Linked DNA regions of Mus musculus: all the other regions are linked to region 3. Evidence: chromatin contacts called from public HiChIP or PLAC-seq and promoter capture Hi-C data. All regions are on one chromosome and are shown on one strand. Each heading gives the region's core, a stretch centred on a gene start, on an enhancer-like site or on the middle of the called end of the contact. The rest is flanking DNA. Distances are from core to core; before and after follow the strand shown.

Region 1 (2,700 bases), core at 45-2,544, 710 kb before region 3:
TTTACTGCTTTCACCTTCGCCAGCAGAAAACATGCATGGCACTCTGGACAGACACACCTCATCCTGGGCTTTGTTTCGTCTTCACTTGTGAGCCTGGCTTTCTTCCCGTTTGTCTGAGAGTCTACTCTGCTCCTAAATAATGTGTTTTGTAGCTTGGACTCTCTGACTTATACCTTTTCTCAAAATCTAAACCACTGTTTATGAAAAATAGCAGATGTAAACTCGTCCTCTAATAGACTTGCCCCATCCCTCTAATAATGAAGAACTTTTTAGAGTGGGGACGTTGCTCAGTCAGTAATGCATTCACTACACAAGCAAGATGACCTTAATTAGATCCCTAGAAACCATATAAAAAAATCTACACGTGGTGTCACTCACTTGTAATCCCAGCTCTGGAAAGGGAAAGAGAAGTGAATCCCTGTCAATCATGGGTCAGCCACCCTGCCTTATTCAGGGAATTCCAGGCCACTTTTACAAACAAAAATGGTTGGTCCTTTGATCTTAATACTCAAGAGACAGAGGCAGGTGGAGTCTCTGTGAGTCTAAGACTAGATAGGACTATGAAGGCAGTTGCAAGCCAGTCATGGTCACACAGTAAGATACTGTCTCAAACAAAACAAACAAGACAAGACAAAACAAAGCACTAAAGCACTTGAGGAACTATATCTGAGGATGGTCTCCAGTGTCTGAAGCCATGTACATACAGACACACTACACCCACCTCTACACACATGGCAGTACTGACTAAAAGACCTCCTCATCCCAAGATCCTAGGTGCACTGTGGACAAAAGCTCTCAACCTAGTTCCTGATGTGGATGGCTTCAGCAGAAGAAAGCTCCTGTGGCCACTGTCAAGTCAGGTGCCTTGTGTCTAATGACTGATCAATGTAGGCATAAAAAAAGATTCATCCCAACGCACAGCCAGGAAAGCTCAACAGGGACAACCCCACCTCAGAACGCCCTGTCTTGCTGGCTGATTGCTTCACTTGATGGTACTGAAGCTCCTCTCCTCAACACTGCTTCCTCAAATTTCTTCTCAGAGTGGCTGTTTCTAAACCCTCTTAAGTAAATCTCTCATCCAGTGACCGCCATCGCACAGTTGGCCTCGGGGTGATCCCAAACTCTGACATATATAGAGTCTGCTTTTAAAAGAATAATAAACTTGTCTTTCCCATCTGGTTAATGACAGAGTATATTTTCCTGAATATTTCCTAAGATCTATTTTTGCTAGCAGAAACCAATGGGCTTCGCTACGGCTCTTACCGAGCTTTGTGACTGTACATTGTATGTTTTCACTTCCCGTTTGGTTTCCCCTCTCTCCCACACACTTCTTTCTGGTCCCCCAGCCTCACCCCAAATAGCTCCTCTTCCCGATTTCGTGACATTTATTTGATTATCTCTTCTTGGTCCCCTCTCTCCCTCATCTTTAATCTTACTCCTCCTCTCTTTCTTTCCTTCATGTCCTACACACACACAAACACAGATCTAGATTCAATACATGCCATTTGTCTTTCTGAATGTGACTTACTTTGTTTGGTTTTTTGAAATGTAATGATTTCGAGTTCCATACAATTTTTTTTTTTTTTTTTGCAGATGTCATACTTCCATTCTTTTCTTTTCTCTTTCTTTCTTTGCTTTTTCTTTTCTTTTATTATTTTGGGGGAGGCTTTCAAGACAGGGTTTCTCTGTGTAGTCCTGACTGTCCTGTTTTACTTGTAGACCAGGCTAGCCCTGAACTCAGGCATTCACCACCACTACCACCACCACCACCACCTGGCTTGTATCACATTTTCTTCAACAATTCATCTATGAATGGACAATATATCAGTTGGTTTCAGATCTTGGTTATTATGATTAGTAATTCAATAGGTGTGGGTAGGCAAATATTTCTGTGATAGGCTTACTTTGAATATTTATCAAGAATTGGTCATCTGACATTTTTATTTGTGGTTGTTTTAGGAACCACTATACTCACTTCCATTGAGTGTATAATAGTTTATATTCCCATTAGCAGTGTGTAAGAGTTCATCTTGCCCTACATCCTTGCCAGCATTGATGGTTCATTTTGATGACAGTCATTCTGATTAGGGTATAATGGAATGTTGGTGCAGCCTTAATTTTTATTTTCCTGATAATTAAGGAGATTGAATCCTCCTTCAAATGCCATGGACCATTTGTACTCCGTCTTTTGAGAACTATCTATTTAATTCATTAGCTCACTTACTAACGGTATGATTTTATTTTATTGGTGTTTAATTTTTGAAGTCTGCTATACTCTCTAGACATTAGGTAAAGATCTTCCTTTCTTTAGCAAGCCTTTCACACTGCTGATTATCTCTTGGATGTAATAAAGCATATGTTTGTTATAGGCATGTGTGTATTGTGTGTGGGTATATGTGTGCTTTAGTTAGGGTTTCTACAGCTGTGATAAAATACCATGGCCAAAAGCAACTTGAGGAAGAAAGAGTTTACTTTATTTGACATGTTCAGATAACAACCATTTAGAGGGAAGTCAGGGTAGGATTTCAAGTCAAGACTCAGAGGCAGAAACTGAAGCAGAAGCCACGGAGACATTGCTCACTGGCTTGCTACTTTTAGCTTGCTTAGTCTGCTTTCTTAGCCAACCCAGGTCCCCCTGCCCAGGGATGGTACTGCTTACGGTGAGTTGGGCCAGCTCACATTATTCATTAATCAAGTCAG
Region 2 (2,700 bases), core at 167-2,666, 570 kb before region 3:
ATTTACACTTGTGAACAAAGCCGAGGAAGCTTCCAGCTGGAGAGGAAAGCTATATACCTGTAAATAATCCGGGCAACACTAACACTGGGGCATAAAAGCACAATTTATGTCCCAGTAGCAAAGGGAAACACCGTGTACATCGTTTTCAGATCATCTCCATGCAGAGGAAATTCATTAGTCAGCTATAATAGTTGAGCTATAAAGGAAAATAACGTTCTGCTGAATCCATTTGCATGGCAATGTGTGTGTGTGTGGCTGGCTGCTGGAAGCGACAGAATAAACCTCCACCCAATGCTACAAAATGCTGACAGTCTTCCTAAAATTCTGTCTATATTCTATCCAGTTACAGCGTTTACAATCTCCTCATAGTCATGGACCGTTTTAACTTGGCCATTAGAGCCTCCTGATTATTTTGCTTAAGAAAGTTGACAATTTTTCATTCTGCCCCAGAGCTGCTTTGAACAGAAGCCTGTGATAAGGGAAAAGCCACTGGACGAGCATTCATGCGTGAGCCCCTAGAACCCCTGCCAACTGCCAAATTAGCAAATGGCTCTTCTAAACATAAAAAGGTAGGAAATGGGAAACCACAGTTTGGAATAAATTCTGCATTGTACTTTCTTTGGTCTTTTAATAATTACACCGCTACTAGCCAGACTACCTGACCTCTGGTTATAATGTATTTCACCTCCACTGAGTCCCAGGAAAAAAAAAAGATAAAGTGGGATAGAAAATGATGGATCACACCCTCCGTGTGTTTGCCAGGAATAAAAAATTCAGACCATCCCAGAAACACCTGCCCTTGAGAAAGACACCCCCACCCCCTCCTCGCGCGCTCCCTCAAGGCAGATAAAGCAAGACTAGGAACAAGGAAATAGCTGGGCTCAAACCTTGCCGGCTGTATCACCCTGGACAGGGTGACCGATCCCTTCTGTAAGGGCTGAGTCAGATCCCAGAGGTGAAACTTGCAGAGCTACAGCAGCCCTGGAGCACCTAATGCTCTTGGCGCCCCTGAGTCACACAGGTGGCCGTCAACAACACTCCTTCTAAAGCGACAAGCTCAATTCTAGTTTGCACCTCCCCGACCCCATACCTTCAGTTTCCTAAGCCCCCGGGCTCGCACCCACCTCGGTGGTCTTGTCCTCCAGAGCAGTAGCCAGTTCCCTTAGTGGAACAAAGAAAGCAGAGGGGCTGGGAGAGGCTGGGTGCCTGATCGACGCGGCTGGAGTTTGTACCTTGGGGTGCCCGGAGCGCGCGGCGCCGAAGTCAGCCGGCTGGGGACCACCCGCGCGCTCCGCCCTTCTCCAGCGAGTCAGCGGTCGCCCAGCATCTGGCTCCGCACAGGGTCACCCGGGCTCGGACGCTGCGGGCGGCGAGGCCGTCCGGGTCACCTGCGGCCCGGGCCGAACCCCGCCGAGCGCCCTCGGACTGCTCCGCCCCTTCCCACACGCGCCCTGCCCGGCCCGTGACTCAGCCGGGCAACAGCGGCGCCCGGGCGCGTCCGGGCTGGAGGCGAAGAGACCCGGGTACCCGCCCCAGCACGTGTCTGTTCGTCCCTGTCGCTCTAGGTTTGTCCCCAACGGTCCCTCCTGGGGCCCGAGATGGGGACTGGCACCACCCTTGGAGGGTTGGGGGGGGGGGGGTTGGCGTCCCCGCCCTTCCCGCAGCCAGTACGCTTAGCCCGGGGGGTCGCACTTCCTCAAGCCCCGCCCCACCCCCCGCCCTCGGCAAGGTGAAACTTTCTAGGTGGAGAAGTTTCCCTCTCCCCAGCTATGCGCTTTCTCTTCCTCCTCCAGTTCTGGAGTCTGAAGCCAGCGCAGAGGGAGATCAGTGGCCCCGAGTCTCCCCCTCCTGGTGCTCCAAAGTCACCCGCGCAAAGCGCACGCACCCCCTGGCGCACCCCGGAGCTGCAGCCTCTCTCACGCCCGAGGTGGCGGCCCCGCACTCACCCGCGTGGACAGAGATCTAGGCGCCACGGAAACAAGGCGCTCATTGTCACAGACAATGTTGGGAGTGCATGGACGGATTGTCCCAATGATTTCATTTTGCAATCATTATCCCCCTAGTATAATTTCTCAGATTTCTGGAAGAACCCCAGGAGTTTAACCCAGGGGAGGCTTCTGGTTAATTTTCACTTTTTTTTCCTCATAGCTGGACACAGGGTAATTAAATAGACAAATGGACACAAGGCGGTTACATAGACAAATAGCAACTAACAAATCCAACACATAAGTTCAAATCTCGAATATTAAAAGAAATTGAAAAGGATTTACTTAGGAAGATTCGTTTATTAGAATCGTTTCTAAAATTTTGCATTTCCCTACAAGGATACAATAAGGTGAAAGGATCTAAGGAATCCATTGCCTTTTAGAATAGGAGTTCTTTCCAATTGTCAGAAGAGCTGATTCGATAATGGACATAGAGGTATGTATAGAAGTAACTTTGAGAGTCATTCAAGCCACAGCCACTATACAGGTGCAGGGGACACGTCTTACACACAGAGCAAAGACAAGGAAGGTCTCATACATTTCTTATAACTGCGCTATGTATGTGTTCAGTACATTACCAGACACTAGACAGAGCTATTTCAGTCCCAAGAGCAGTTTACCTCACCACTCCTCAGTTTGATGGAAAAGGAAAGTTCCTATTACAGTTTTGGAGGCCTGCACGGAATCATTTTGCAGATGAATAAAACAGCCCGTA
Region 3 (2,700 bases), core at 194-2,693:
GTTTTCCAGCAAGCAGAGATTTTGTCAGAGTCAAGGTCAGGAGTCCAGAAGGTAAGAGGATCCTGTATGTATTTCAATTTTAGTAATCAGAGAAAAGAGAAGGAAACAGAAGAGGACACCTGAATATCTAATTATATAGAAGAATGTCTTACTGTGGTACCCTGAAAACGCATGAAAATGAAGGCAGTGAGACTGATTATTAGTGTGCATTGATACAAATGGAAGAAGATATTAAAGGCTTATTAAGCACATGCTGTTGATATGGAAAATATGTTGGGACTGATAAATTACTGCCAGTAGTAATATTGATAAGCCTAGTTGAGGTGTTCTGTTCAGTAGTTTTTAAGAGCTTGACTAGAATGGATTTAGGAGAGGACATAAGATGTGAAATCACAGGCAGGGGACACAGACTTCTCTGGAGCCTCTGAATGGAGACAAACAGCTCGAGGTGCTGTGGTCATGCATTTGTGGACCTCGTAAGTACGCCATTACTGCAGCAGAACTGGGAAGCCATGAATGGGTTGCACCCCCAAAAGTTCAAAATGCTTCTTATTATATGCCTTACAGGAAAAGTGTATCAAATTCTGGTATAGAAAACATTTATGTTTTGTTTTGAAAATTAGATTAGTGTACTTACTCCTAAAATGGGTTCTTAATAGAGTCATTTGTGATTCTGGCTGAAAGCTCCTGACATCAATAATGTCTGATTGAGTAGAAAGAAAGAAAGAGAGATATTTGAAAGGCAGCTTTGAGGGTTTGAGGGTCAAGAGGAAAGCTATTTGTATATATATATATATATATATATATATAAAATAGTAGAATATACACTATATGTAGTATATACTATACATGCAATAATATAGCATTAATATATAGTATATAGAAATATATAATATATATGTACTCATATATATTATATATGTACACACACAAGCACACACACATATACATCCAAAGTTCAATTTTATGTTTCTGTCTAATCTTCTTGGGAAGATCAATTATTCTTGGTTATGAAGTCTTTGAGAACAAATTGGGAAGTAAGAAAACTCGCATTATATAAAATTCAGGAAATAGTCTTAAAACAAAAACTCAAACAATAACAATTCTAAGTCAAAGTGTAATTCCTAACTGAAAGTGGGCAAGGACAGTGTTCTGAAGAAACTTACTTGTAAGGCAGAATGTGTTGCAATAACTGTGGGGTCTTAGTCCACTGAGCTAATAACCACATACTGCCATTGTAAATTCTGGGGAAAAATGTTTATTATGGGGCAATAACGGCATCAATGAGAGGATTTTTACTGTAGTCACACCACTGGAGTAGTTTTTCTGGAATGCTGTTTCTCAAATTAGTAGCACATTTCTGATAAAGAAAGGAAGTCGCCTTAACTTAAAACTGCTGTGTCATTTCTTCTTCCTTAACTGAAATTCCAACCAGAGTCCAGGAAATGCCCTAATGGGTGACTTCTCTTTTCTCCTTCCTCAACTAAGCGGATTCCAAGCTGTTCAAACCATTTATTCTTCTTGAGCAGACCCTTGACTTTTGTGCTTAGGTTATGAGACGAGGGGCTGTAATTTGGAGCTGTTTGTAGCCGCGATGACACACCTAGAATCCAATCAGTGCTGGTAGGTAACCAAACTGGAAGGTTAAGGTTAATTTTCTGTGCTTTAAACAAATATGATGACAAGTTCAATCAATACCTGTTTTGCCTTGATAATATGCATAGCTCTCTTGTAATTATGGTTTCATCTTGCATGGTAGTCAGGTATCAGGACCTTAGAGCAGCCAAGCTACGATTCGCTATAATGTGGATGAGATATAACGGGAATGCTATCAATTTCTATTTTAATCAAGATGTAGAAATCACTGTTTTAGTTTATGATAACCTAGGGAATTTCTTCTAGTTTAATATTTTCAGATATTTACTAAATTGGAATATAATTTAACATTTTATTGCATCGTATGGTATTTTATGAGTAAATGTTAATTTCAATTTACATTCAAACATTGTCTGTTTTATTGTTTTTTTTTAAAGTTAAGAATATATAAGAATATTTGTTCTTCACAGATAATAACACCAGATAGGATTTTAGCATGTGTTCTTTTCCCAAGGTTAGGTTATGGTATTCCTTTTGTACATATGTAGATCTAATTATTTTGCTTAGGAGATTTCAAGTATACTAAACCAGTAACTTTTAAAGTAATAATTTTAAATTGAAACAAAGCCCTAAAAATTAGGGCCAGGATTATTTCTCTGTATGTGCACAAATATAAATAAAGAGGTGTTATATGCACATAGATTTGTTTCTGTGGTTATTCTAGATTATCAATACTATCCCACATTATTAGGAATAGACATTTTGAGAACAATAATGAACCTGAGGTAATATTTAATTTTGCTTGAGTTGTTCATTGGTAATTTATTTGCTAGAAGCCTCATTTAGTGATAAAGAGTTTTCAGTGTACTTGACAATTTTTCCCTGCTCAAAGGCTTTGTCAACAAAGAAAGCTAAAACAGAATGAGAGTTCAGCAAGATCCTGCGAGAAGGGTGCTTCCCTCGGGTCTTACATGGAGCTGATTGTGGCTAGACACTTTCAAGTAGCTGTTGAATTAAATCTTTTCCGTATTTGGTGGAAGCAACCTTAAATAGGTCAAACTTGAGGTTTACACTTGAGTATTTAAAGAAACCTTTAAAGCTATG

The links. Promoter capture Hi-C pulls out the DNA fragments that hold promoters and counts their contacts. HiChIP or PLAC-seq counts read pairs in DNA pulled down with a chosen protein or histone mark.
Region 1: a contact with region 3 is called in an H3K27ac HiChIP or PLAC-seq map of microglia, with 4 times the contacts expected there. The contact joins the enhancer-like site here to the promoter of Tfec in region 3. A contact is called at or near these places in 4 of 39 promoter capture datasets (the HPC-7 cell line, liver and pre-B cells), 1 of 484 Hi-C or Micro-C datasets (bone marrow-derived macrophages) and 3 of 115 datasets of contacts at active chromatin or transcription factors (bone marrow-derived dendritic cells, bone marrow-derived macrophages and microglia).
Region 2: a contact with region 3 is called in a promoter capture Hi-C map of hippocampal neurons, with 2.2 times the contacts expected there. The contact joins the promoter of Met here to the promoter of Tfec in region 3. A contact is called at or near these places in 1 of 39 promoter capture datasets (hippocampal neurons) and 2 of 115 datasets of contacts at active chromatin or transcription factors (bone marrow-derived macrophages and pancreatic cancer cells).

Annotation. Positions count from the first base shown.
Region 1 is chr6:17,610,140-17,612,839 of GRCm38.p6, reverse strand. No RefSeq gene overlaps it. Among named protein-coding and RNA genes, the nearest start is that of Capza2, 26 kb to the left of the region's middle. Within about 2 kb of position 1,294, at least 75 of the 459 cell types and tissues checked have an H3K27ac peak or open chromatin away from gene starts, as enhancers often do. A contact at or near this core is called in bone marrow-derived dendritic cells, bone marrow-derived macrophages and microglia, where this site is marked.
Region 2 is chr6:17,462,673-17,465,372 of GRCm38.p6, reverse strand. Met (met proto-oncogene) reads right to left here and starts at 1,416. Exons shown (of 22, transcript NM_008591.2): 1 at 1,125-1,416.
Region 3 is chr6:16,897,184-16,899,883 of GRCm38.p6, reverse strand. It overlaps Tfec (transcription factor EC), which reads left to right and starts at 1,443. Exons shown (of 7, transcript NM_031198.3): 1 at 1,443-1,623.